Regions from separate parts of the Mus musculus genome. Here regions 1, 2, 4, 5, 6 and 7 are each linked to region 3. Evidence: chromatin contacts called from public Hi-C, HiChIP or PLAC-seq and promoter capture Hi-C data. All regions are on one chromosome and are shown on one strand. Each heading gives the region's core, a stretch centred on a gene start, on an enhancer-like site or on the middle of the called end of the contact. The rest is flanking DNA. Distances are from core to core; before and after follow the strand shown. Region 1 overlaps Edem3 (ER degradation enhancer, mannosidase alpha-like 3). Region 2 has its middle 91 kb from the start of Edem3. Region 3 holds the start of Tsen15 (tRNA splicing endonuclease subunit 15). Region 4 overlaps Edem3 (ER degradation enhancer, mannosidase alpha-like 3). Region 5 overlaps Edem3 (ER degradation enhancer, mannosidase alpha-like 3). Region 6 holds the start of Edem3 (ER degradation enhancer, mannosidase alpha-like 3). Region 7 holds the start of Smg7 (Smg-7 homolog, nonsense mediated mRNA decay factor (C. elegans)).

What was found. Promoter capture Hi-C pulls out the DNA fragments that hold promoters and counts their contacts. A called contact is a pair of places that touch in the nucleus more often than the background predicts. HiChIP or PLAC-seq counts read pairs in DNA pulled down with a chosen protein or histone mark.
Region 1: an H3K4me3 HiChIP or PLAC-seq map of bone marrow-derived macrophages shows a contact between it and region 3, with 7 times the contacts expected there. The contact joins the enhancer-like site here to the promoter of Tsen15 in region 3. A contact is called at or near these places in 24 of 39 promoter capture datasets (the 3T3-L1 cell line, 3T3-L1-derived adipocytes, the C10 cell line and 15 more), 77 of 484 Hi-C or Micro-C datasets (the 63-12 cell line, the AML12 cell line, B cells and 56 more), 16 of 115 datasets of contacts at active chromatin or transcription factors (the 230-238 cell line, the HPC-7 cell line, bone marrow-derived dendritic cells and 12 more) and 5 of 9 other capture datasets (adipose tissue, embryonic stem cells, liver and 2 more).
Region 2: a contact with region 3 is called in an H3K4me3 HiChIP or PLAC-seq map of embryonic stem cells, with 7 times the contacts expected there. The contact joins the enhancer-like site here to the promoter of Tsen15 in region 3. A contact is called at or near these places in 8 of 39 promoter capture datasets (the C10 cell line, the HPC-7 cell line, cranial neural crest and 5 more), 3 of 484 Hi-C or Micro-C datasets (bone marrow-derived macrophages, cardiomyocytes and embryonic limb bud), 10 of 115 datasets of contacts at active chromatin or transcription factors (the SCID.adh cell line, bone marrow-derived macrophages, embryonic basal ganglia and 7 more) and 3 of 9 other capture datasets (adipose tissue, liver and macrophages).
Region 4: a contact with region 3 is called in an H3K4me3 HiChIP or PLAC-seq map of bone marrow-derived macrophages, with 4 times the contacts expected there. The contact joins the enhancer-like site here to the promoter of Tsen15 in region 3. A contact is called at or near these places in 13 of 39 promoter capture datasets (the 3T3-L1 cell line, the HPC-7 cell line, HPC-7-derived erythroid cells and 9 more), 4 of 484 Hi-C or Micro-C datasets (the 63-12 cell line, bone marrow-derived macrophages, cortical neurons and 1 more), 6 of 115 datasets of contacts at active chromatin or transcription factors (bone marrow-derived macrophages, embryonic basal ganglia, embryonic stem cells and 3 more) and 4 of 9 other capture datasets (adipose tissue, liver, macrophages and 1 more).
Region 5: a Hi-C map of B cells shows a contact between it and region 3, with 11 read pairs. The contact joins the enhancer-like site here to the promoter of Tsen15 in region 3. A contact is called at or near these places in 21 of 39 promoter capture datasets (the 3T3-L1 cell line, 3T3-L1-derived adipocytes, the C10 cell line and 15 more), 28 of 484 Hi-C or Micro-C datasets (the AML12 cell line, B cells, the C2C12 cell line and 21 more), 9 of 115 datasets of contacts at active chromatin or transcription factors (bone marrow-derived macrophages, embryonic basal ganglia, embryonic forebrain and 5 more) and 4 of 9 other capture datasets (adipose tissue, liver, macrophages and 1 more).
Region 6: a contact with region 3 is called in a promoter capture Hi-C map of liver, with 5 times the contacts expected there. The contact joins the promoter of Edem3 here to the promoter of Tsen15 in region 3. A contact is called at or near these places in 19 of 39 promoter capture datasets (the 3T3-L1 cell line, 3T3-L1-derived adipocytes, the C10 cell line and 13 more), 3 of 484 Hi-C or Micro-C datasets (bone marrow-derived macrophages, cortical neurons and trophoblast stem cells), 11 of 115 datasets of contacts at active chromatin or transcription factors (the 230-238 cell line, astrocytes, craniofacial prominence and 8 more) and 3 of 9 other capture datasets (adipose tissue, liver and pancreatic islet).
Region 7: a promoter capture Hi-C map of erythroid cells shows a contact between it and region 3, with 10 times the contacts expected there. The contact joins the promoter of Smg7 here to the promoter of Tsen15 in region 3. A contact is called at or near these places in 3 of 39 promoter capture datasets (the C10 cell line, erythroid cells and liver), 2 of 484 Hi-C or Micro-C datasets (embryonic stem cells and rod photoreceptor) and 2 of 115 datasets of contacts at active chromatin or transcription factors (large pre-B cells and pro-B cells).

What each region holds. Positions count from the first base shown.
Region 1 is chr1:151,817,954-151,820,945 of GRCm38.p6, reverse strand. Edem3 (ER degradation enhancer, mannosidase alpha-like 3) reads right to left here. Exons shown (of 20, transcript NM_001039644.2): 20 at 1-2,636. The coding sequence ends at 2,233. Among named protein-coding and RNA genes, the nearest start is that of Edem3, 64 kb to the right of the region's middle. Within about 2 kb of position 1,540, at least 21 of the 459 cell types and tissues checked have an H3K27ac peak or open chromatin away from gene starts, as enhancers often do. A contact at or near this core is called in Kupffer cells, bone marrow-derived macrophages and neutrophils, where this site is marked.
Region 2 is chr1:151,844,711-151,847,458 of GRCm38.p6, reverse strand. No RefSeq gene overlaps it. Among named protein-coding and RNA genes, the nearest start is that of Edem3, 91 kb to the right of the region's middle. Within about 2 kb of position 1,293, at least 13 of the 459 cell types and tissues checked have an H3K27ac peak or open chromatin away from gene starts, as enhancers often do.
Region 3 is chr1:152,385,181-152,388,126 of GRCm38.p6, reverse strand. It overlaps Tsen15 (tRNA splicing endonuclease subunit 15), which reads left to right and starts at 1,445. Exons shown (of 5, transcript NM_025677.3): 1 at 1,445-1,668. The coding sequence starts at 1,543.
Region 4 is chr1:151,777,219-151,780,055 of GRCm38.p6, reverse strand. It overlaps Edem3 (ER degradation enhancer, mannosidase alpha-like 3), which reads right to left. Exons shown (of 20, transcript NM_001039644.2): 6 at 2,497-2,650. Among named protein-coding and RNA genes, the nearest start is that of Edem3, 23 kb to the right of the region's middle. Within about 2 kb of position 1,260, at least 12 of the 459 cell types and tissues checked have an H3K27ac peak or open chromatin away from gene starts, as enhancers often do. A contact at or near this core is called in bone marrow-derived macrophages and epiblast stem cells, where this site is marked.
Region 5 is chr1:151,801,626-151,804,347 of GRCm38.p6, reverse strand. It overlaps Edem3 (ER degradation enhancer, mannosidase alpha-like 3), which reads right to left. Exons shown (of 20, transcript NM_001039644.2): 14 at 1-70. Among named protein-coding and RNA genes, the nearest start is that of Edem3, 48 kb to the right of the region's middle. Within about 2 kb of position 1,332, at least 11 of the 459 cell types and tissues checked have an H3K27ac peak or open chromatin away from gene starts, as enhancers often do. A contact at or near this core is called in B cells, where this site is marked.
Region 6 is chr1:151,754,114-151,756,951 of GRCm38.p6, reverse strand. Edem3 (ER degradation enhancer, mannosidase alpha-like 3) reads right to left here and starts at 1,578. Exons shown (of 20, transcript NM_001039644.2): 1 at 1,225-1,578. The coding sequence starts at 1,385. It overlaps 2810414N06Rik (RIKEN cDNA 2810414N06 gene), which reads left to right and starts at 1,934. Exons shown (of 2, transcript NR_151475.1): 1 at 1,934-2,109.
Region 7 is chr1:152,901,393-152,904,097 of GRCm38.p6, reverse strand. It overlaps Smg7 (Smg-7 homolog, nonsense mediated mRNA decay factor (C. elegans)), which reads left to right and starts at 1,452. Exons shown (of 23, transcript NM_001160256.1): 1 at 1,452-1,589. The coding sequence starts at 1,561.

The DNA of each region.
Region 1 (2,992 bases), core at 291-2,790, 570 kb after region 3:
AACAAACATCAACAACAATGAAAAAAAAATTTTTTAAAAATCTATGCTGTTGGAATTTCCTAGTGAACTCAAAAGACTACTTTGTGGCAGGCAGTATGTCAAATACAAAAATGGATGGAGACTCAGTTAGAATGTTGTGTTCTGACGCTGAACGTATTCCTCTTTTCTTAAGTAGGGGGAACTGAGTATTATTCCTTCTAGTTAGTAAGTAAAATGTCTTAAATTTATTTCTTTAAAGGATTTGGTTTTCCTAAACAAATCAATAGGTGCCTTAATGAAGGGCAACAGCTCCTCCTAGTGGCCAAAGGAATGTAAGTGGCAGTCGCTGGCTTTTCCTAATGTGCCATGGGCTCCCCTTCATGCCCTTAAGTTCTCAAAGGAAAAAAATATGCGGCTTTGATAACTTAGCAGAGTTTGATTTAGTCAACAATGGCTTTGAGCTACAAATACAAAATCAATCCATAGAAGGCTTCTGTAATCAAAGTCGCCAAGGAACATCTGTTCCCTTCCTCCAAGCCCCAGTCCTAGAAATCAAGTCAAGTAATTAAGCGTCAGCTATTTTGGCAGCTTTGCAATGAAATAAAACGAAGCACATCTCCCCTTCTGTATACTCTATGTATTACGGTTCTATCTTCTCACACCAAACTTCCCATGCAGAGAGACTAAAATACCCATGTTTGCTGTCAGGTTTAACTACGAGTTAATGAAGGCCTTGCCATGCTACCCCGGCCCCAAGGAATTCTCTAAGATTCATCACTCACTGACCAATCATTTATTTGGACCTTTTGAAAACAGGTATTTATTCCCTTATAAAAGGGCACGCTTACCTGGGACCTAAGACATGAACTTACACAACTACAGCACAGCACTGCTGTCATTCATGGCTCCATAGATAACCTAAGTCATTCAGTACCTCAAAACCACGTTGTAGAGAAAAGTTACTGTGTAATGCCATGGTAAAAAGGAATGAAGTCCCTCAAATATTCCTTTAGAAGCAATTAAAACAAGTTCAAAAATAAATAAAATGAATAAAACCATGATTTCAATGTAGAAGTATCAATAAGCAAAACCAAAAATAATTAAATGTGACCAGCTCCAGACTGCCACACACACCCCCAAAAAATCTTTTTCTTTTACTTATATGGCTATATAGTTTTTACACAGGTCACCAGAGACTAATTTTCAAGTCCACATTAGAAGGAAGGAGTATTTGTTAAAACAAAACAAAACAAACCTAAACCCATGATTTAACAGAAAATGTGACAGACTCCAGCTTCAAAGGAGAAAGACAGTAGTCACCCCGGGACTACAGTCTACTACCATGGTTTCTCATGGCTCTATAAGATAGGGAGATGGAGCAGGGCTTGGAGACGAGCCTTCCATCTCAAACTGCATACTAAAATGGATGGAGTAAGGCTGATGGTTAGAGGAACCACCTTAAGAGAAATGAACTAGAAAAGACTTCCAATCTACCCCACCAGGACCTAATGCTGAGTTCCATCTAGAGTAGTCATAGCTTCCCCCAACGGGAAGTTGATATTGCAACATTACAGTTTCTCCTTCTCTATTTACCCCGAGCAGTAAGCAACAAATTTCCACACTATCTACCGGACCCTCTCCATGGCCCCGTAGTAGGTCTTTACGGAGACCTATGGGAAAAGTACACTGGGCTCAGCTTTGGTTAAATGCTAAGGTCATTGTTGGGAGAGGAAAAGAAATCAAGTCGTCCTGGCCATTTGTCACTGATTGAAGCATGTAACAGCGATGCGCAGAAACTGTCATTGCCGTAAATGCATCTGCTTCAGAACCCGTAGGTCACTTAGAGAGTTCCTGTGAAGGCAGCAAAGCCGAGATGCCACAATACTCGCTCAAATCTTCCCCAAGCCCAAGGCAGTGAAGCTTTCTTCAATCAGAAAGCGACACTGACTCTGTTCCCAGGTTCCATTAGCTGAATTTGCTTCTTGTCTACCCAGGAGTGGGCAGTCATCTTTCCCTGGCCAGGGATACCGCCATCTGAGGGCTTGTGAGTCTCCACTTTGGATGGGGCAGTTTCAGTGGTCAGCTCTAACACAGCGTGCTCCAGGTTCCTATGGTGGCTACTTACCCCAGTCAGAACGCGCTTGAGCAATGCTCAGAGCCTCCCAGGAGAGCCTGCTTGGTACAGGGTGGGTGTCACAAACCACAGTTTACCTCTTCCTTTTAAATATCTACCACCAGAGTCTTTCCAGAGAGTCATAGTTCATCCTTCTCCATCATTTCAAATGCTTCTATGTCTTCATTCCAGTCTGCTAATATGGAGTCTATAGGCTGGGCCTTTGTACCCCAGCTGACATTAGGACTGGAATCTTCCTCAGTTTCTGATTGTTCTTGAACTTGGTTATCTAAGTCTGTACATTCACCATCAAGGCTTGTAGTCTCGTGGTTTTCGGTGGACCCAGATATCTGTTCAGAGGGGGCAAAGCCAGCAGCCTCTTCACTGTCCGATGGAGACGCCTCTGAGTGAGAATCTGCAGGGTGTTCAGGGCTCTCCTTATCAGCCAAGTCGACTGTCTGAGAAAGCGAGAGCATCTGCTCTGCGCTCTGATTCTGAGAATCATTTTCAGAAGATGGCTGGTCTTCATTTTCCATTTCGGGATCTGCACAGGAAAGAAGCAAACACATCACTCTCCCTCTTAAAAACTGCACCACATTTACAAAGTCACCTGGTTTCTGCAGTAAAATAAATAAAGCAGCCAATCAATGACAGCTGTGAGTGTGCTGGCAGTGAAAACCAGTGTCCCTCCCAATGGAAAGGAGTAATAATAACTAACAGCATAGCCCTGACTTGGATGAGGATTAATAAGTAACAAAAGCACCAAACAAACATGTTAAAATGCATATAAAATTTCACCATCATGACTAGAGACGACTCAGTAGCTAAGAGTGCTTGTTGGACAATGCCATGTAACAAGCTGGTGTCTCACAGATACCTGTAACTCCAATTCCAAAGGAT
Region 2 (2,748 bases), core at 44-2,543, 540 kb after region 3:
GTGGCAAATGGACATTTTTTTCCCAGTTTCTTTTTGACAATTATCTTTATTTTTTTATAGGTAACACTGATATTACCCATAAAATGTGTATTACTGTTATAATAAGAAAACAGTATATTCTTTTCATTTAGAAAGTATAAAGATAAAAACAAAACCCATACCCATTCAGATTCAACTATTGTTTTAATATATGTTTCTGGAAAATATTTAATTTAAAATAAATAGCAACTGTAGCATGGACTCTGAACACCCACCCACACACACACACACACACACACACACACACACACACATACCTTAGTCCTGAGTCAGGTCTACCCAAAGCCCCTGGGTGCCAAAGGCAGGGATGGAAACCACCCCATGCTTTTCTATGCACTGTTCATGTGTTCATTACCTCTAGTTCTCTCAAAAGTCCTTTCAGCAGCACGTGACTGGCCCAGTTTTAGAGCACCAAGAAACATGTAAGGACCAGTGCTGTCGCCACACTAAGCATTTTGTTTGTTTGTTTGTTTTCATTTTTATCTAATGACTAAAACCTGAGCTTTCCTTAAAACTAAGCTGTGGGCCAAGGGGTGTGTCCAGAAGCAAGGAGTTGAACTAACTGTCCATTTCTTGCCAGATGGAGATGAATATTTTTACCTCATTTTTTCTTAAAGGGCTGCTGTGAGCATTGCATGGCACAGTAAGGGGAAAACCTTCACACAATGCCAGGGAACAAGTTAATGACACTTGGAGCAGAGCTGAGACGTGGACATGAATCTATATGGATTCTAAAATCCATGTGCTGCACCCAAATCTCCACTATGTCAGGATGCATGCTCGCTCCCTCTGCCCTCTGCCCTCAGGGCACCTGCGCCCCCAGCAGGCAGATTCAGGCATTCCCAGGGCGGCAGCTGTGGTCCCCCGCTGGGCGCTGGAGAGATCAGGTCCTTCTGTTTGGCAGGTAACTGGAGCCTCAACCCTGTTCCTTAATTCCAGAGACTGCAGGAATAACAAAATACATGGTTTCAGCTGCAAGCCGTCCTGGGGATTTCTTGATGCTGCATACGGCAGGTAGATGGCTTCCCTTAGCATCCGAAAGATGCCATTAAACGGGCTGGGGACAATCGGTAGAAGATCCTTTGGAGCTTCCGTGTGCTTTCTCATGCCTGGGTCCATGGGCTGGAGCACAGCTAGCCCCTGAAGGTGTGGGTGGTAGAGCCCGTGCTGTTCTCTCCCTTTGGGCGGAACCTTATCCTGCAGTGGGGCTGGGAGGGTCACGCTGTGCCTTTAGAGCATGCAGATCTTCCTCCACATTGCAGCTGGGGCACCAGGCCGCCCACAGGAGACAGGTGGCCCAGCTCTGTGCTAAGCCTCTCTAGGCTCAGGGAGAGCTGTGGTTTCTCTCCCCCACTGTGTACCCTATTTAGTATACTCATGCTCTAAGTGACAGTCACCCAGAGTCCCCGAAGCGTAATTGTCAAGGATGAAAATTTATGGAGAGAGGAAAAAAAACGGGACTCCTGTTCCATCTCCTAGCCTCACTCACCCACAGTTATAACCTTCCTACCACACTTCTCGTGGAAGGATTCTTTCCCCACACAGCAAGGTGAATAAAAATCTCTGCCATATGAGGTACGTTGTGAGGTGGATAGAAATGAAACGTCTGATCTATGTAGTTTGCATTTACAGCTGGCTTCTAATGGGATGAAGAAAAATGGAGCCGTTTAATGGCGGTATTTTATGTCTAAGGGTAACTGAAATGCCAGAAGGGAAGACGGTGAGGAGACAAGACTGGTAGATGATGAACATGCCTCGGGGCCCTCCCGAGGTGTCAGGCACTGGGTTAGGTGTCTTCTGTGTGTTCGTTCTCTTGTTTTATATAAGAGACTACTCAGCTCAAAGGCAGGCAGCTCGCAGGCACATTAAAGAAAAAGAAACGTTCAGGACTGGAACGCCTGCTGTGTCAAGACACCTAATTAGAAAACAGTATCACATGAATTAGTAAGGAGGCCTCCTGTTGCACGGAAGAGTGAAAATAAACGTGTCACCAAAGGAATCACGGAGCCAAGCATGTTATCAAGATGATGCAGCGGGCAGAAGTCTGTGGGGAACTGGGCATGCGCTACACCTGCGTATAATGCTGAACAATAAGCCTTCCGGACACACTTGCTAGATCAATAAGGGAATCCATTACCATCAGAGACCTCCATTCTCTTGAACCTAATTGTCCCGAGGCAACCCCAAAGCAGCAAAAGAAAGCACTTTGACAACAACAAAATTTAACAGCTTTTATTTATTTTCTTTAACTAAATAACTAAGTTATTTAATTAGTAAGAACTGACAACTTTAATCAACAACAAAAGATAGAGATTCTTGGAAGGGAAGAAAGTTCTTCGGTGCAGGGAGACAAGATCTAATCACCTATGTAGCCCAGGCTAGTCTGGAATTTAACAGCCCTCCTGCCTCAGCTTCTCAAATGCTGGGATTACAGCCCTGTGTTACCATGGCCAGCAAGTGAGAATTCTTACATAATCTCTTACATAGCAGTTTCTTTGAGTTTGTTGAGGCAGTTCACAAATGAGAATTGCAGATTATCATGAAGTCCCATCGAAGGGGACTTAGAAATCCATTGCCATCTAGCTGGAAATGTCCCTTGTTTGCTCTTCCACTCAACCACAAGCGTTGAGAACCATATCAGAATGGGTGAGAGGAGTGGAGATGTGGAATTACAATGAAGAAATGATGTCCAATTTAGGAGACAATGTC
Region 3 (2,946 bases), core at 196-2,695:
GTTTTCTGATATATTTAAGGTTTTCTCTTTTTCTTTTCTTCAACAATGGGAACTCATGTCTCGTTTAATTGGTACTTTTTTTATCATTTTGTAATGGCAAATTTATTTCATTGAAATTGTGAAAAAAATTGGCCATCATTTCTTCAGTGTTTTCTACCTCCTTCTCCTATTAGTTCACTAACATGGGGCAACTCCTTAAGGCGTTGTTCATTCTCTGCGTGTTCGTTTACTGTGACAGGTTTTGATCTATAGTCCAGGCTGATCTAGAACTCACTCTGTAGACTCAGCTGGGCTCAACATCACAATCCTCCCATTTCAGCCTCCTGAATACTGAGATCATGATCATTCACCACTAAGCCTGGCACTTTGCCCCCTGCCACCCTCACACTTATGAAAATAACATCTCACTCTTTGTTCATCTGTAGTGATTTCTCTTGATCTATCTGCAACTTCACCTGCTCTTCCCCCCAAATTCCATTTTGGTTGTCAAAAATCACCCACTGGAAATCTTTATTTCCAAAACTGTAATCTTGAACTACAGAATACCTATTTGGATTTTAAAAAAAATTTTCATTTTTGAGATTTGACCCTTGAGATTTCCATCCATTAAAAATATGGTTTGTTGTATTTCATTGCTGATGGATGTAATGGTCTCATCAAAGTTTTGTTTCAACACAAGATTCTTTTTTTTTTTTTTTTTTTTTTTTTTTTGGTTTTTCGAGACAGGATTTCTCTGTGAAGCCCTGGCTGTTCTGGAACTCTCTCTGTAGACCAGGCTGGCCTCGAATTCAGAAATCCACCTGCCTCTGCCTCCCAAGTGCTGGGATTAAAGGCGTGGGCCACCACTGCCTGGTTCAACACAAGATTCTTAATCTACTGCGTTTTGAATCACAAGTTTTCTTTTGCCTGGTACTTTTTTAATTTTGGAAGCCTTTTTGGTCTTGGTTAATATAGTGGCTTTGTAACCACTCCTCTTAATACCAGGAACCTCCACTGGCTCCTTTCTTACTCAGGGTAAATCCAAACCCACTTGCCATGTCCTACCCATCAGTCTGAAGGGTCACATCTTTGGCTTTTTAAGTCATTTGTTTACGTTAGTTCTCAGTACCCGTTCAACACTTCATGTTTTTTTCTAATCTTGAAAGATGGACTTGCTTTACAACTGTGTTTTAATTTTAAACTTCGACAGCAGGGCATTGAATGGGGTCTTTTTCTGCTCCCAGGAATTGAAGGCAAAGACGGGTTAAGAATCCTTCATTTCTCAAGCTAGAGAGCACGGGTTTATGAAGGGCTGAAGAATTCTGAATTCAGGTTATTAGTTAACTTTCTCTACCCTACAACCTGCCCAGACTGGAGGTGGTGAAGAGGGAAGGTGGAGGGGGCGGAGCTCATCCGCGCTGGTGCCGGTCCCTAGTCAGAGGGCGTGGCCCGGCCAACTCTCCGCCCAGTGTGCGCGGCGGGAAGCGGAACTCCCGCGCGCTGGACCGTCTGCTTCTGGCCGAGCGGGGTTTGCGGTGCACCACGGCTTTCTGCGCGGGCGGCATGGAGGAGCGCAGCGATTCCAAACCTACCCCGGGATGTAGCGGGCCTGGCCCGGCTCCCGTTCGCGATGGCGGCGGCGCCCACACATGGGCTCCGGAGGACGCCTGGATGGGCACACACCCTAAGGTCAGGAGGCGCGAGGCCAGCAGGGCGCCGACCCGGCCCTCGGCACCGCGCTCCCTCTCCGGCCCGCGTCTCGGCGGAGGACGCACGCCAGCCTCGCGGCGTGGGGTAGGGGGGGACCCCCGAGTGCAAGGCCACTGGTCGCCCGCAGTGTCATTTTTGTTTGTTTATATGAGTTATATAGTATAGATTAACACCATTCCTGTCATGCTGCCAAGGCCACTCTTAACCCAGAGGCCGCTGATGAGCCCTCCATTAATACCTGTTTTCCTAACTATGTAGTCCTTTCTGAGATGGGCTGAGTCCACAGCTAACCGATCAGAAACAGTTTGTGGACTACGGCTGAGATCTAGGAGTCCGCAAATAATGTATTTAGGCACAGTCGTATTACACTTAGCCTTAGGCCCAAAGTGTGCATCTTGATTCTGTATGGGGACAGAATCCTAATTTTTCTTCTTTCTTGGAAAGCTTGAGTAAGTTCTTGTACAGGCCAGAGAACTATTGACATTGTATTTTCTGTGTTGGCCTCAAGGAAAATAAGGATAACCTTCTGCTTGCTTCTGCTTGGGAAATTGATAACTTTGTATCCGTTAAGCCACAAGCAGTCTGCTGATAATGAATGAAGGCTGTACAGAGACCTCCAGGACTGGTTCATTAATAAAATGGCAACTCCCCCCTTTGAGAGTTATTGAGTCGGATAAGTGTGTTAAAACAATCAAGGAAAGCGAATATTTGTAAATACAAATCTTAAAAAAGGAACCTTTCAGCACTTCATGAAGCTTGGTGGGTTTTTTTATTTTTTGTTTTTGTTTGTTTGTTTTGGTTTTGGTTTTTCGAGACAGGGTTTCTCTGTATAGCCCTGGCTGTCCTGGAACTCACCTTGTAGACCAGGGTGGTCTAGAACTCAGAAATCCGCCTGCCTCTGCCTCCCGAGTGCTGGGATTAAAGGTGTGAGCCATCACGCCCATCTATGCTTGGTGTTTTCTTTGATTTCCCATCATCGACTCCATAAACAATAGCGTGGGAATGTCACTAGTTACCATAACGACAGGGGAGGATGTAGAGAGAAACAGAGAAGACATCAACAGTGACTAGGAACATGGAGGCCAGTTCAGACTTCCCAAGTTTGAATCTTATTTCTGTTTCAAAGTTGGTAAACTTTGACTTGTTTGACTTCATCGCAGTTCTGTTTCAATTTTTTGACGTGTCTCGGTATATTTACCTCTCTTCATTAAAAAATAGGGATAATGGTAGTACTTAACCTCATAGGGTAATGTTTAT
Region 4 (2,837 bases), core at 11-2,510, 610 kb after region 3:
TCCAGTTGCAAGAGATCCAACTTCTGGGTCTGTGAACACCAGGCAGGCATGTAGTACACATACATACATGCAGGCAAAATAACCACACACATAATTTTTTAAGTTAAAAAAATGAAAATAAAACAAAAATTAAAAATACTGAAAGTAAATTCAATATATACATACTGCTTTAAATAGTTTACATGTAACTTTAATAAACTAAGAGATAATGACCAGTTAACAATGCAAATATACTAGCAAACAAAGAAATTCTCATTTAAAATGACTGTAATGTCCTACTCACCATATTGAGAAAAGAATGATAGTATACAGTGTTGGTATCACACAGTAACTCTATGATATTAAGGGAGTTTAAAAGTGTCTTTTTGTAGCAATTTGGTAATAAGTACTCACAGTCTTAAAAAGGCATTCCATATTTCTTTCTTCTAATAATTCATCCAAAAGAAAAATAATCAGAAATATGTAAGATTGTTGACAGGAAATCTATTTAAAATACTAAGACTGGGGCCAGGGAGCTAGCTAGTGAGTAAGGTGCTATCACAGAGCACAAGGACCTTATCTGAGGGTGCATGCTTCTGTGACCTCTCTCCTAGTGGGACCCAAAGAGGAAGACTCCAGAAGCTCATTATAGCCAACACAGATAAACTAACAAGCTCCAGGATCAGAGACCCCGTCCCAAAAAAAAGCCAACGTATACCTCAAATCTCTACATCCATACCCACCCCCAACACACACAAACTCACATGCACATACTCATACTAACAAGTACATACACTATGCATATACAGAAGAAAAAAAGGAAAGAATACTCAAACTGGAAACTAACTAATATGGGGTTTAATTCTAGTCTTTCATTAAATAAAAATGCCAGTCATGATATACTAAATTGGTGGGGAGATCAATGGCTATGACCTCTGGTCTGAAAATACAGATTTGACCTATCTGTATCATGTTGCTGAACACCTATTAAGTCAACAATGACTTTATAAATACAGAAAATGAGCCTTGCTTGACTTAAATTGTCAGAGAAGTTATACTAGACAGTAGGGATGGAAGGCCTAAAACACACAATAAAAAATAATTAAAAAAAAAAATCCCTAGGGGTTTGTGAGAGCACAACACATTGCTTTGGGTGGAAAGGTAGTTTCCCTAGGGTATAGGAGTATGGGGATTTGAATATGAATGACCCCTTAGGCTCCTGTTTGAATGCTTGGTCCCCAGCTGGGGAAGTATCTGTGAAGGATTAAGAGGTGTGGCCTTGTTGGAGGAGGTGTGCCACAGGGCTGAGCTCTGAAGAGTTGGCAGCCTCCCACCATCCCTCTGTGCTCTCCCTGTGGCTCCGCTGTCAGTGTGGGATGTGCACTCTCAGCTGTTCTGGCTGCCATGCTATCTTTCAGCCATAATGGACTCTAACCCTTTGAAACCATAAGCCACAGCCTCTCCCTTTCATGTTACCTTGGCCATAGTGTTTTGTCACAGCAATAGACTAAGGACCATGAGAGAGCATTAGAAAGTCTACTGGCAAGCTATGAAGATTTCTGAATGTTAAGACACATTCAATGGAACAGGAAGAATGTTAAAGTTTCGAAAGCAATTCAATAAAAAATGTTCCAGTCATACTAGTTTCCCAAGTGTTCTGACTAGTAAGCCTGAGAAAAGAATAACCACATTAAGATACAGTAGTGTATGGATGAAATGAAGCTGGCTTTGTTTTTGGTGTGAGCCTAGCCTTTAAAGGCTGAGCCATCACTCCAGCGCTTACACTGGCTTTGATGGCACAGCAGCAGGATGAAGGGAAGTGACAGACTTCATGTCTGACTTGGACAAATGGGAGACAGTGTTAATAAAAAATGTAGAGAGTTCACTCCATCCTTGGTGGCTTCCTTCCCCACTGCTTTAAATAGAAACTATTCTTGGAGGACAAACTAACAGCAAAGCTCCCTCAACAACTCTACTGCCAGGTCTCAGGGCTCTCTCTAAGAGCAGCAAAGAAGGAACCGCAGAGTGAGTGAGCTACACTGCAGCCTCCTTCCCCATTAGTTTGCTCCAGAATAGATCACACCAGACAACCCCTCCTCCTGGATCTTCTTTCTTATGGTTTGTTACACTGCCCACTGTGGGATGCTTGCTCCTGAATCTCCAAATGCTTTCCTCTTCCCAAGCCCCACTTTCTGATCATCTTCTCCTCGGAGAGTAACACCTTCCTACTCTCATAGCTCCCACTACTATCTAAGTACCAACAACTCTGGCCCACACTGCATCCTGGCATCTGTCTCCTCCTTCTGCAGCACCATCTAGTCTGACACACTGAGGAAAGCTTACACTCATTTTCACATTGCTCAAATGTTAGCTGAAATATCACTATAAATTTGCTGTCAGCTCTGATGCATCTTCTTTGAGGCTTACGCCAGTGAGGAACACCTCTGACCACCAGAACTCACTCTGTAAATAGCAAAGGAAGCGTCAACAAAGTTGTGCTTGTTTGCAGGGACTCACCCTGGGGTACGGAAGGCCGCTGGTGGTGTTGAAAGCTGGCAGGAGCTTGTAACCCAGCTGCTTTGCCATGTGGAGGAGCTCGTCATTGTACCACTGCATGTGCTCGCCTTTCTCCTTCAGCATGATGGCCAGCGAGTGTCCGCCCAAAAGACCCCTAGGGACACAAAGACACAACTTTACCTGCAATTTAACTGAAGATATTTACAAGCTACTGCCTGAGACGGTGTGGGCATTTGTTCCCAAGAATTTGTAAACATAAGGGAAGGCTACAGAATGACTCAATTCTTTCTTACTGATTACTCATTTTGTGGCAAACTATTATAATCACATAGCTAATACAT
Region 5 (2,722 bases), core at 83-2,582, 580 kb after region 3:
GATGTCCTCTTTATCAGCAAATAACAGGTACAGGTATTTAAACATTTCAGCCAAGAAGAATGAATCCATTCTAAATTGAAGTCGCAAATAAATATTTAAAAATCCAAGTATCAGTGATAGATAGTCAATATAACACAAAGTGTTTCAATCCTCCACTGCCGAAGTAACTTGAACCACGATGGCATAAAAGATCAGAGGAGCTGCCTACCACTACTGTTAATTTTATCAAAAATTCACAAAAAGAAACCTGTAAAATATCCCACACAAACACAAAATTCACACCACTCTATTTCTTTGGTTTTTTTTTTTGAGACAGGGAGCTTTGGCTGTCCTGGAACTGGAACTCTCTCTGTAGATCAGGCTGTCCTTGAACTCACAGAGAGCCACTTTCCTCTGCCTCCTTAGTGCTGGGATTAAGCCTAAGCCACAACTGCCTGTCTTGGGTTTTTTTTTTTAATTAATTTATTTATGTTTTGTTTTGTTTAAGTGTAGGTGTGCTATGTCTGCATGCACCCCTATATACCAGAAGAGGGCATAAGATCCCTTTATAGAAAGTCATGTGGTTGCTGGGAATTGAACTCAGGACCTCTGGAAGAACAGCCTGTATTCTTGACCGCTGAGACATCTCACCAGCCCCAACACTACTCATTCAACAGGTTTTCTACTATGGAGTAAGTAAACTTCCAGATGAAGGTACTAATGAGACCCATACAAGAATCTTATAAGTCAGGTTAACACATGAACAAGGCACGTCACTTTTGTGGTATTTGTTATGCAGGCATTTAAGTAATGAAAAGACTTTAAAGGCATCACTTATAAAAGGTTCCATAAAGTAAACGCAAAGACCCAGGACTGTAGGCACAGCTTTGTACAATACTTATGTCCCAGAGCAGTAAGCTTTTATCTATTTGTTTACTTTATAGTTGAGGAGAGTAAGAGGGACAGATGGATATGCCTTCACAAATAGTTTAATGTTACAACATTTTAAAGAGAAATTTAAACAAATTTCATGTCAGGAAAAGAGTATATAGGGAGTAGCTGGTATTGCTCCCACAGCAAGGCACCAAGGCTTTGACAGTAACACATGCCTGTGGTGTATTTAACAGGTTGCATCCGATCATACTTCTCCCCAAGCTCAGCTTGTGGCTCATAGAGGCCCTCAGTGATGCTTACTAAATTGAATGCAAATTGAAAGGGCATTGCTAAGGATGATGGAAGTGGTGAAGAACTGGGCTTTAAAGATGAATCTCTTCTGCTAAGGAGGTCACCAGCCATTGGGACATTACCTAAACACTGTGACTGCTGTTTCCTATTCTGCAAAAGGAACAAAACAGCCGACTTACGTGTCAGAGTGAAACCACAGCTCTACTCGTTCCTGTATCTGAACAGCTGTGTGGTGTGTATGGGGACTCAGAGGCTGACAGCTGTGTGGTGTGTATGGGGAGTCAGAGGCTGACATGTATCTGACAGCTGTGTGGTGTATATGGGGAGTCAGAGGCTGACATGTATCTGACAGCTGTGTGGTGTGTATGGGGAGTCAGAGGCTGACATGTATCTGAACAGCTGTGTGGTGTGTATGGGGAGTCAGAGGCTGACATGTATCTGACAGCTGTGTGGTGAGTATGGGGAGTCAGAGGCTGACAGCTGTGTGGTGAGTATGGGGACTCAGAGGCTGACAGCTGTGTGGTGTATATGGGGAGTCAGAGGCTGACATGTATCTGACAGCTGTGTGGTGTATATGGGGAGTCAGAGGCTGACAGCTGTGTGGTGTGTATGGGGAGTCAGAGGCTGACATGTATCTGACAGCTGTGTGGTGTATATGGGGAGTCAGAGGCTGACAGCTGTGTGGTGTGTATGGGGAGTCAGAGGCTGACAGCTGTGTGGTGTATATGGGGAGTCAGAGGCTGACAGCTGTGTGGTGTGTATGGGGAGTCAGAGGCTGACAGCTGTGTGGTGTGTATGGGGAGTCAGAGGCTGACAGCTGTGTGGTGTGTATGGGGAGTCAGAGGCTGACATGTATCTGACAGCTGTGTGGTGAGTATGGGGACTCAGAGGCTGACATGTATCTGACAGCTGTGTGGTGTATATGGGGAGTCAGAGGCTGACATGTATCTGACAGCTGTGTGGTGTATATGGGGAGTCAGAGGCTGACATGTATCTGACAGCTGTGTGGTGTGTATGGGGAGTCAGAGGCTGACAGCTGTGTGGTGAGTATGGGGACTCAGAGGCTGACATGTATCTGACAGCTGTGTGGTGTATATGGGGAGTCAGAGGCTGACATGTATCTGACAGCTGTGTGGTGTGTATGGGGAGTCAGAGGCTGACATGTATCTGACAGCTGTGTGGTGTATATGGGGAGTCAGAGGCTGACAGCTGTGTGGTGTGTATGGGGAGTCAGAGGCTGACATGTATCTGACAGCTGTGTGGTGTATATGGGGAGTCAGAGGCTGACAGCTGTGTGGTGTGTATGGGGAGTCAGAGGCTGACAGCTGTGTGGTGTATATGGGGAGTCAGAGGCTGACAGCTGTGAGGTGTGTATGGGGAGTCAGAGGCTGACAGCTGTGTGGTGTGTATGGGGAGTCAGAGGCTGACAGCTGTGTGGTGTTAATGGGGAGTCAGAGGCTGACATGTATCTGACAGCTGTGTGGTGAGTATGGGGAGTCAGAGGCTGACAGCTGTGTGGTGAGTATGGGGACTCAGAGGCTGACAGCTGTGTGGTGAG
Region 6 (2,838 bases), core at 329-2,828, 630 kb after region 3:
GATAACACTTCATCTTCTTTTACTCACATTTTTATTTGCTCTGTGATTTAAAAATTAGTATAGTTCTTTTGCAATGGCGGAAGTAAAGAAGTATCTACGTCAGAACCTAATGGCTCCACCTCCCTTTGTGGGATAAGTTACCTGTTATTTTTTCCTGAGTTCAGGCAACTATTTTTTCTTATAAAATAATATGCTTTCTATTTATATATTAACCTACAACTTGCTTTAGTACAGAACTCTTTCTAAATGTATGACACCCCCCCCCAGCCTGTTCTGTTCTGTCAAAATGCACCCCTTTATACACTTATCTCTAATTGTGTCTTTACTTCTGTAGGATAGATTCTCCAGAGAAAGAAATGAATCAAAGAGCAAGCACAATTTAAAATTCTGGAGTTGGTGTCAATAAGTCACGTGGTTTACATCCCCACCAGTTTTCTCACCTCTTCACTAATCAGCAGTGCATTCTAGTGTTCTGTGCTAACCTACCAGACAAGCAAAACCCACCCACTTCACTGTTTTAATAAGCATCTTTCGCAGTCAACTCGCCGTGCTACTGACAGGCACACATTTCCTCTCCTCTCACTTAACTTCACGGTTTTGCCAAAATCCAGAGATTCTCCACTTCGTTCTTAGTCACTTGTGCCACTTCGGATGTATTCGAATTACTGGATTAAATGCTATAAATAGTGTTTTGGAACACTTTTAAGCCTCATAAAACTACTCTAAGGGGGTACACTTAATCGAGGCCTCTGAATAGCATCAAATCGCCTGCTCTAGCTCACAAGTGCCATTTAGGAAAGAAAACACAGCAAGGGGGATAGTGAAGTCTGAAAAGTTCAAGTTCCGGTGAACGCCCCTTTTCCTTTAACAGGTGTAAGCACCGCAACATTTTCCCGCTGGGAGCTCACTTGGGTGAGACATCCAACCCTGCCTCCGCCACCCAGGCGGTAGCCCCTCCACCAGCCCCTGACATGGCAGAGGCGCTGACACAACACTACATATGTCACAGGCTGCCCAGGAGACACTCGACAGCCCCCGAGGTCACATCCCGGGGATCAGCTCCCATCGTCCTGGACCCCGTCCACCGCACCGAGGTCCTCCAGCCTCACCAGCTGTTACAGTCACCACAGAAAAAGTCCACAGTGCGCCGGGGGCGCAATGACAGGCACCTCCACTGCTGGCAGCCGCGCGAGGAAACCCACCCGGACAGCCACGCACCCTTACCCAAGCTTCTGCTTCTCTTCCCTACTCATGGGCGCGGCCCCTGCCGTGCACACGGACGTGGCCAACACCAGACAGAGCGCGGCCGTCGCTGCCACCAGGCTCCATGACGCTCGCTGGGGGACCCGGCACCCACAGCCCCGGCAGCCGCCGGCTTTGCTCATGGCCCCGCGGTTCCGCGCACGCGCAGCTGCTACACCGGCACGGTGGGCCACATTGCGGGCTGCCGGCGGCGAGGAGGCTGCGAGCCGTGTCGAGGGCGGACTGTGGAGTGAGGCTGGCGGCCGCCGGCGCCAAACTGTTTGCCGAAGTCACCGAGCCGGTCCCCCAGCGCCAGCGCTGCCACCACCCTCCGCCCTCCACGGCTCGGAGCACCGCCCCCAGCTTTCCGGTGTCGTAGTCTAGGAAACCGCCTCTCCAAGGCTACTTCCGGGTAGAGCCGAAGTGAGATAGCCTCGGGACCAATGGAGACAGCCTCGGAGAGGGGCTGGCCGCAGCTACAGGACCTAGCATTGGCCCAGAGAAGCGGGACGTGGACAAAAGGCGGGACTGGGCAGGGAGCTGTCCCTTCGATCCACCTCCGACCCCAGGAGTTGCCACCTAGGAACTACTAGTCCCAAGGTGCACCGCTTCCTCCAGCTTGACTACAGACCTACGCGCAGGCGCCTTGCTAGATTTCTGCCTAGTAGCGCCCTGCGTTCTGGGACTTGTAGTCCTATTCTGTAAAGGCCACGCAGGTTCCAGGCGTTCTGTGTTCCGCAAGACCTTTGGCCAACCCTACCTCGTCGGTGGGCTGCCCAGTCCTTGAGACTCGTGAGTGCTTTGCCATTCTCTTCCTGAAGATTTTTTTTTTTTCCTGAGAGCTGACAGAATGAGACTTGCCCCCAGGTCGGTACCGAATGCCTGGGTGAACAGTGAAAATATTCTTCTGCCCTCGAGAAAATGACAACAAAACAAAACAAAACAAAAACTAGGAAATGAACAACAGCTAAATGACTCGAACCTTTGACGACCATGTGAGAGTTTTACTTTCATTAGCGCATATACACAACTCTAATATGTATATATCGTCCTTCTACTTTTGCACACGTAGCTTGAACTTTTGCACAAAGGCTTGGAAGAAGTTAGCAAACACTAATCTAACTCCTGAATTACTCCTCTAATTCAGTACCCCAGCAACTAAGCAGGACACTCAAAATGAAGGAGGCCAAGCAAAGCTAAGAACGTGATTAATAATAGTTATCTTAAAAGCCCATGAAGGAAAGAAGTGTACAATGCAAAAGTGATTTTTTTTTTTTAATTTAGTGAAGACTAGATGTTGTAATGAGTTGCAATGGCTGATTGGCAGGCTAACTGTGGGTAAAATGACAGGTGGGTTTCTCTTGCAAAAGCACATGTCTTTCTTTTGTGCCACTTCAGCAGGTGGCGGCAGAGTTGAGGAGCTTGGATGTGACCTCTGTGGCCACAGTAAATTTCGTATTTGTCCGTTCAGCAATATCGAGCTATCTGAAACCTCTTGCTTTTAATGCCTCACCACTTAAGTCTTATCTCTCTGACCATCCGGGTTACAAAATAACCTTTCTTCCTTCTCTCCTCTTTCAAAAACGCAGGTGTTTC
Region 7 (2,705 bases), core at 203-2,702, 520 kb before region 3:
TTTGGAGATCAACCTTCGATGACGGAGCGTCTTTTCTCTCTGAGGGTACCTCTGGAAAGAACGTCATCAGCCTTTCTGATCGCTCTCCATTCTAAATGCCTAAGAACTGCGTGTTAGCCTCCTAGGCTGGGTTCGAGCTCTCACTAAGTCGCCTACGGGAGGTCTCGCCGGTGATATCGAGTAGGAATTAGGCAAGGGTCGACCGGCTACAAAAAGTCGAACATTCGCGATCGCCGGAGCCGCATCTCGGTTGTCATGTGCCCGTCTCTTCCCTTAGGGACCCGCTTCTGGCGGGATCCCGCTGCCCAGCCTCAAACAGTGGTGGGGAAGCCCCTTCCCTTTCCTCTGACTTCGCAGCATCGCCCTCGCTTTCTCGTTCCCACCCACTCGCCGCCGGCCTTCATAACCTGCCTTTTCTTCTCGGGCCCGGCCCTCTCCCTACCCGGCTCAGATAGGCAACGATGGAGGTGGTTTCCACCCTTGGGGGACTGGCAATGCCTAAAATGAATGCTTCGGGGTCTCCCCCAATTTTTGCTGGGAGAGTAAGGGAGGAAGAAATGGACTTTCCTACTCGGATAACCATTTCGACTTCTGGCTTTTAAAAAGGCAGGGAATCCAAGTGGGGAATCCTGGGCAGTTTCCAGGGAACCCGTTTCTCTACGGGAGGGTCACCCTGTCTACACACGGCAGTTACTATGACAATACAACCACAGCCTCCAGTTTCCATGGCAGCGGCCTGCCCAATCGGATTGGTTTTCCTTTCTATTTCTCCCTGGGCTCCGCCCTATTCCCCCCCCCCCCCCCAACCTTCTCCCAGAGTGCCCGGGGAGGGGCGGCTGAAACGGGGGAGGCCTCTGCGTCACTCTCCGGCGCGCGAGGGGACGACCGGAGTCGAGGAATTGGCGGGCGGAACTGTAGGAGGAAGGGGTGGCGTTTCCGGCGGGGAAAGTGGAGGAGTGGGAAAAAAAAAAAAAAGAAAGAAGGAAGGAAGTGAGAAGTGGGCGGGTGGCCGGGCGGAAGGCTTTGAGTGTGACTCCGGGCTGCTCTGGGCTCGATGTCCGCGGTGAGCCGGGGGCCGCCCCCGCGCCCGGGAGGAACAGGACGGAGCCTTAGGAGGCCGCCGGGCACCAGCACCGGATCGTTCGGCCGGCGCGCGGGCACCGCACCGCTCGCCGATCCCAAGAGGGAGCGCTACAGAGCGGCGGAAAGCACCCAGAGGGACCGGCGCTGCTGAAGTCTCGCGAGAGCGAACCCGACTTCCTTCCTCTGCTTCTCCCCTCCTCTTTCCCCGCCCCTTTCCCCTTCTTTTTCCCCCCCCCCTCCGGAGCCGGAGCGTCCCTGCGCCCCACAGGCCAGAGCCGCAGCCGCTGCCGGAGCCGCTCCCCCCAACTCCCTCCCCCTCGCCTCACTCACTCTCCCCCCCCCCCACCCCGCGCCAAGCGAGGAGGAGTCGGAGGAGAGGAAGATGGCGGCGACCGCCAGCACCCGCGGGGCCGCGGGGCCGCTCCGAGGAGCCTGAGAGACCCACGGAGGCTTCGCGGCGAGACGCGGCGGCGGAGGATGAGCCTGCAGAGCGCGCAGTATCTCCGGTGAGCGCCGGAGCTTGGCCGAGGCGTGGTGGCGACGGGGGAAGGGGAGGCTCTCGGGGGGCCGAGGACCGGCGGACTCGGAAGCGGTGGGGGAGTCGCGGCGTCCTTCTGTCCCCAGGGCGGGGAGGCCGAGCGCGGGGCCGAGCGGGCGGCTGCGGGAGGGGGCGGGCACACACATGGCTGCCTGGCCCCCGGGAAGCCGGGCGAGCCGCGCTCCGGGGGAAGCCGGGCGAGGAGCGGAGGGAGGTTGGGGAAGCGGGAGACGAGAACGTGTGTGTGAGTGTGTGTGTGTGCGTGTGCGCGCGCGCGCGCGCGCCTCTGGTCGCAGGCTGCGGGGCCGGGGTAGGGGAGAGGAGAGCCGGCAGCGACCCAGAGTCGAGGTGGGTGTGAAGGGGTCTGGAGCCCACGGCCCGGGAAACGTGGTGTGCTGGCCGGGGCGATGCAGGAGAGAGGAGGATGGAAGTCGGCACACCTGGGGGTTGGGAGGGCGCATTCTGGAGGGCAAATGAGAGGAAGGGGAGCCCGCAGGAAACGCGAGCTTGTTCTTTAGTCGCGGGCTGGAAGGAGGAGAAATAATGCCTTCTGTCCAGAGTTAGAGGGGTCGGAGAGCCCGGAAAGGGGGAAAAAGGATGGGGAGACGAGGGAAGAGGGAGGTGCTACGAACAAGGTGATGTTCTCGAAAGAAACTGTAGTTGGAAGATACCATTCTGAGAGTCGTGTGCATTCATTAGGTGCGATGTAAGGAACTTGTATGAAGGAGATAGAGTGACCCATGGGTACTGGGGGTGCGTGCGTGTGTATGTGTATGTGTGTGTGTGTGTGTGTGTGTGTGTGTGTGAGTGTCTGGGGTAAGGGAGGGGAAGCAGGGATTGATGCACACTTAAAGAAGACTCACATGCATTAACACCGACGTCGAGAACATTTTGAATGGAAAGACAGCAGCTGGTGTGCAGTCAGAATAGTTTGACGGATTTTGAGTGAGAGCTTGGAGGAAACTAGAGGGGAAAATACAGCCTTCACAATGGGAAATAAGGTTGCTAGTGCCTGAGGCTAATGGAGGAGTTGCTAAGACTGGGAACTTACAAACTGGCCTTTTTGTCTTTCAGGAACAGTGTT